Regions from separate parts of the Mus musculus genome. Here region 2 is linked to region 1. Evidence: chromatin contacts called from public promoter capture Hi-C data. All regions are on one chromosome and are shown on one strand. Each heading gives the region's core, a stretch centred on a gene start, on an enhancer-like site or on the middle of the called end of the contact. The rest is flanking DNA. Distances are from core to core; before and after follow the strand shown. Region 1 overlaps Stx8 (syntaxin 8). Region 2 holds the start of Myh10 (myosin, heavy polypeptide 10, non-muscle).

Evidence for each region. Promoter capture Hi-C pulls out the DNA fragments that hold promoters and counts their contacts.
Region 2: a promoter capture Hi-C map of hippocampal neurons shows a contact between it and region 1, with 2.3 times the contacts expected there. The contact joins the promoter of Myh10 here to the enhancer-like site in region 1. A contact is called at or near these places in 2 of 39 promoter capture datasets (cranial neural crest and hippocampal neurons) and 7 of 115 datasets of contacts at active chromatin or transcription factors (the NIH/3T3 cell line, astrocytes, embryonic forebrain and 3 more).

The regions. Positions count from the first base shown.
Region 1 is chr11:67,989,684-67,992,686 of GRCm38.p6, reverse strand. All of the region lies in intron 4 of Stx8 (syntaxin 8), which reads right to left. Among named protein-coding and RNA genes, the nearest start is that of Stx8, 25 kb to the right of the region's middle. Within about 2 kb of position 1,271, at least 10 of the 459 cell types and tissues checked have an H3K27ac peak or open chromatin away from gene starts, as enhancers often do. A contact at or near this core is called in hippocampal neurons, where this site is marked.
Region 2 is chr11:68,690,473-68,693,408 of GRCm38.p6, reverse strand. Myh10 (myosin, heavy polypeptide 10, non-muscle) reads right to left here and starts at 1,494. Exons shown (of 41, transcript NM_175260.2): 1 at 1,227-1,494.

The DNA of each region.
Region 1 (3,003 bases), core at 22-2,521:
CCCCCATGGGCACCTGAACTCACATGCAAACGTGTGACTGCATTTTCTTATAGACAGCCTAATTTCATTCTTCTTATGGCTTATAGCATTTAGATCCATTTTCTACTCTTCCATCACCACCTAGGCTGATTCCCAAGCACAGCCATCACGCATGGTGCTGGTTTAAACTCAGGGATGCAAGTATCTAGTATATGATGGTTTTGGTCCCTCTAGGTCTATTCCTTTTTTTTTTTTTTTTTTTCGGTTTTTCGAGACAGGGTTTCTCTCTTTAGCCCTGGCTCTCCTGGAACTCACTTTGTAGACCAGGCTGGCCACAAACTCAGAAATCCACCTGCCTCTGCCTCCGAGTGCTGGGATTAAAGGCATGTGCCACCACACCCAGCCTTTTTTTTTTAAAAAAAAAAGATTTATTTATTTATTTTTATGTTTATTGGTACGCTGTAGCTGTACAGATGGTTGTGAACCTTCATGTGGTTGTTGGGAATTGAACTCAGGACCTTTGGTAGAGCAGTCAGTGCTCTTATCCGCTGAGCCATCTCACCAGCCCTCTGGGTCTAATCCTAAGGAGTGGTACTGCTGGATCATATACTAGGTCTACTCTTTTTTTTTTTTTTTTAGGCATTCTATAATGATTTTCTTTTTGAAGCACTCTATAATGGTTCCCACAACAGCTTCTGCCAGGCGTTACTCCCACTCTTTCCGGTGTTTGTTGCCGTTTCTTTTCCAGATGGCAGCCATTAGGGTAAGACAGAATCTTAGTAACCTGAGTTGCATCCCTGATGGCTGAGGGTGTAGAGCTTTGGACTCTCCGTGACCTTGCTAACCCATCATACTTTTGAAAAGTGTTAGATCGGTTCATCTGGCCTTCTCTGAACAGGTCTGTTGGATCTTTCATGTTTACATGTCTGTCAGAAGGAAAGCCACAAGGCTCTGTGACATTCTGTAGACTGCACCATCAGTCTCCTTGTGTATGTGGGAGCCATTTATTGATTTAGGTACTAGGAACTTCAGGATTTCAGACTCTAATCCACACTCCCAGCTACCATCAGCCTCCTATTTTGAGGCATTCCCCACTTGTCAAATTGTACTATCCTCTGAGCTGTTAGAGTCCTATTTATAAAGTGCTGTCTATGCCCCAATCTTGAAATGTGTTTTTCTAGATGACTCAGACTTTGGGGTCTTGCACAGTTTTTGCTCCATGTATAGACTGCTTTTTGTACAGGGTGAGAGTCAGACATCTAGTTTCTGTCTGTAAAATGTGGGTATCCAGTTTTCCCAGTGCCATCTGTTAAAGAGGCTGTCTTTGCTGCCGTGTGGAGGCTCAGACGGCTGCAGCTGTGTGGCTTTGCTTCCGGATTCTCTATTCTGCTCACTGGCTCAAGTGTGTGTTTCCATGCCTGCCCGGTGCTGTTTGGCTTAAATGGTTCTGTATTCTGCAGTCTGATGTGCTGTCTCTTACTGACCTATCAAATTACTCAAAAGAACCAGAGAGGCACAGAGTACATGCTTCCCCAGCCCCAGTTTGGTATCATAGTCCCCAGCTTCCCTCACAGGAAGGTTGGAGCCAATGTGACCACCTCCAGTCAATGGGCAGAGGGTAAGATATTTGCAGGACAAATCACCTAAGAGGGTATAGTGCCCCACTTCTCTCTCTACCCCATCCACAGGATATATGGCCTGTGTTACAACAGCACAGCCCTGTGATGAGACAACCTGGACCTCTGAGTCGCAGAGAAAGCTTTTGCATAAGCACACCTAACAGTCCCAGCTGTTTAGTTCCTGAAGTGTCCTATCACATCTTGGATTGGCTTTCAGTCAACAAAAATGTGCTGTGTTCAAGTGTGCCTGCTGTATACTCCGTATACTCTATAGCTGTAGGATAGGTCTTTGGGGAGACAGACACAGAGAAGTAGAGAGGTGCTCCTTCATTTAGGAGAGACTCTTTAAGCACTGTGTAGTCTTTGATCCCTGACATCAAGATACTTAAAATTTCCATCAAGAAGCAAAAATACATTAAAAAAAAAAAAGGCAAGTGACAAGTGCTGGGTCCCATGACCTCGCCTACTACACAGGCTCACACTGACACAGAGGGCAATGCACTTGCTCTTCTGCAGAGTTCACTCTACTTCCTGCCATGGTATGTGTCATGTCACTGTATGGGTGTTCCGGGGACTACATCCTACAGAGAGCAAGTGCTCTCAGTGCGGGCTTCGGGCTGCCACATCCTGAGAGGCAGAGATGGCAATGGCCACACACACTAGGCACTGTGCACTCTATCACAGTATTCTTGCATCCATATCCACAGTTTATTACATTGCCAGGGAACGCAGTGTTTAGTTAGCTGCCTTTCGTACCTACCATGGGCTCATTAGATAAAAACAGCGCTTCACTGGTGTCAGCACACCTTTACAGAAAAGCTAAGGGTTACCATGTTTCTGGGTACAATTAAATGGATAAATATTCCGTTTGCACGCTGTCTGAGCCAGCCAATGAACTGCCTACTGATAGAAGAGTGGTCTTGTGTTAACATCAGTACTATAGCCGGGCAGTGGTGGCGCACGCCTTTAATCCCAGCACTTGGGAGGCAGAGGCAGGCGGGTTTCTGAGTTCAAGGCTAGCCTGGTCTACAGAGTGAGTTCTAAGACAGCCAGGGCTATACAGAGAAACCCTGTCTCAAAAAACAAAACGAACAAAAAAAAATCAGTACTATAAAATATAAATAAATGATTCTTTAAGAAATCTAGGCACTATTGAGTGCAAATCCTTCTTATAAACCATTAAACTGAAATAAAACATTCCATGATTTAAGATGAGAGAGGGTCTATTTTTCCAAACTGAGCCAGTTTATGCCTTGGGCAACCAACTGGTCCCCACTACCAGGACATCATAGTGATGCCAGACTTAGTGCAGACACCTGATTGGAATAACATACTTAGCCCAGAACTCCTGAATTCCAGCACTCCTCCAGCCTCAGCCCCTGAGTAGCTGGGACTATAGGCATGG
Region 2 (2,936 bases), core at 245-2,744, 700 kb before region 1:
TTCCCTTACCCCACCCCAATCTACCCCACCCCCTTCCATCCACCGCAGTGATCTTGAAGAGAGCTGCAGAGGCCCCAAGAAACAAGAGATAACGGTCGTAGGCAGAGACCCCGTTACCCAAACCTCACCAGTTCAGGTCAGACGCACCGACTGGCCACCTCCTAAGGCCCCAGTTCCCAGAGAGGCCTGACTGGGGGCCTCTCGGGTCCCTGGGCCGCATCCGCCCACCAAAGGCCCACAAAGCCCCGCCAACGCCAAGGACTCCACAGCTTCAACTTCCCTCCGACCCAAATCCACTTCGATTTTATAGGATCAGAGTATGACACCCTAACTACAGAAGGCTAGGGAGAGATTCTGCGGCGAGCCATTACCAGATCACTTACACAATAAAGCGATCCAGAGGCGACGGCTGACCCTCCCCCCGGCCGCTCCGCTACAACGCGCCCGGGCCACATTTCCCGCCTCGTTCTCCCCAACGGCCCAGGCCTCGCCCGGTGTCCACCTCCCGGTCCACCACGGTCCCCAGCGAGCGTGGCATGAGGTCTAGCTCCAGCCCTCCTTCCCGAGACCAGCTCTGGAGCCTCTCATCCGTCGCATGCTCCCAAGACCATGCAGTTTCAGGCCACTGGTCCCTAAACCGCACAGATCCAGGGTCCGCCTTCTGAGTCTTCGGAGAACCTTTCAGTCGCACCCGGGGAAATCTAACTCCACCTAACCCACGGTGCAACCCACCCAGGGTCCCCTTTCCTTCCTGGGCCCCCAGCACCAAGATCACATCCCAGGACTCAGTCCTCTCCTAAAAGGAGATAGACACGCCGGGCGCCTCCGGCCTCTTATTAGGGCACTCACCTCCCAACCCCACGCTTCCAGGGATCCAATGCAACCAGGAGTTGGTCCCTACATCCCCATCCCCAGATCTCCATTCTCATCCCTTTCAAGAGTCGTCCTCACGTATGACCTGGCCCTGATCCATGAAGAGGTCTCATTCTCAAGGACCCCATTTCCCACCCCTCCAGGGGTCTCTTCATCTCCATACACTGGGGTCTCGTCATCTCCACAAGCTCCGCTCTCCACTGCCCAGTCTCCCTTTCCCAGCTCCCGCCTGGGCTCCGTCTCTGTGCTCCAGGCTCGCCCAGTTCCCCAGCCCCGGTTCCTCCCCTCCTGTTCCCTCAACCGTCCCCACTCCCGGAACGCCGCACTCGGACCCGGGCAACTGCTCGTCTCACCTTCAGCCGAAGATGGTGGCGCCGGCACACGTCCCCAGCAGCGACCACAGATCCAGCGTCTCAATTCCAAACCCACCGCTGCCTCCGCCGGGCTCCTTTAGCACTGCTGCTCGCGCCTGCCCCACCCACTCCCACCCTCATTGGGCCATCTCCACGCCCATCACTGCCGCCCCCAGACCCACTGGTCGGTTTGCGCGCCCATCTCCCAGGAAAGACGTTAGCAACCCGAACGAAGCTACCTTCCCAAGTCCCGCTCCCTCCACCCACCTGGAATGATGCTCATTGGCTCCCGCTCCCGACCTAGACCCACAGACTCCCAATCTCATAGGCTGCTACTCACGCCTGTCAGAGACTCCGGGAGGTGCGGCCGGGGCAGTGGCGGGTGATTGGCTGACTCTGGAGGGAGATGGACAGCTGAAACTAGGAGCCTGGCGATCCCGCGAGGCAGAGATCGCCGATCTTGTTGGGGTGTGCGCGCTGCGCTAGTCAGGGCTGGGTGGACAGTGGGGCAGGTGTACCGCAGCACAAGTCACCAGCTCCCACTGGTCACGTCTCTCTATTGCGTCGGGCCGCCGCTGCAACCCACTCGAGCGTTCTGCGGCCCGTAGGCTTGCCGCAGCCACTGGGTCCCTCAGCGGGACCGGCTTTCGCCGAGGAATCGCCAGCTCCCGGAGCTGCCTGCAGGGGCGGGGCCGGAGCGCGGTCCTGAGGCCTGACGTCACCCTGGAGCTTCAGTGGGTGGGAGCCGCTGCTTGCGGCTCACCTGCAGTGGGGGAGGGGAGCCTCTCGGGCTGGGCGCTAAAGCTCTGTCCTGACCGGGCTGCAACCCTGTGGCGGCCGGAGTCCCCCCTTACTGATGCTTCCTTCCTCTCGTGACCCGCCGCAGTTGGATGTTTGCTTGCTCTGCCTCTTAGGCAGGGCTGAGATTCCAAAAATACGAGAAGCAAACGGGCCTGGCAGAGAAGACCAGAGAGCGACTTCATTTGTTCACTCACTCATTCATTCCAGCTCTCTATGGAAGAGGAACTGGGTAGGGCTTGCAGGATTCCTGTGCTGTTGTCATAGCCCCTAGGGCTAAAGAACCAGTGGTTCAAGTGCCTTAGAAAGGTTCATGGACCTCAGGTGGGAGTGGGCTTCCAAAATAAGGAAACTGGAAAATTGAAGTTAAAAAAAAAATGTAATGAAATGTCTGCAGAATCTAGTCAACTCTTAATTATACATGTATAAATATAATAAAGTAAAAAAATCACAAGAGCCAAATGGATTATTGTTCTTATAAAAAGATAAATATAAAATACTTTATTTTAAAACTGCCTCAGGATTTTATGTATTTAGTATTGTATATATGTGTGTGTTTTAATGGATACTTTGTAAATGCCTGAGAAACTTCTAGACTGATTTTTTTTTTTAAAGTGAGAAAAAAAATGAAAACAAGGCAGGAAGTGATAAGAAAGGGTTGGTGGAATTCAGAGAAATCTCCAAGGCAGCTGAATGCAGAGCCCTTCCGGGGGAAGTGAGAATTCTTTGTCCTTTGTCCAGGTGCATCTGGTCTCCAACCCCACATGCCCACTAGGGTGGCTGCCCCCTTCCAGGTGTCTTGTGACTTTGGCACTACATGAAGAGTTCTATCCTTGTGAAGTCTACCGAGGAAGTATAAGTTAGTATAACGTGTCAATGATAGCCCTCTTATAAACGTTTCCGGATTTAGAA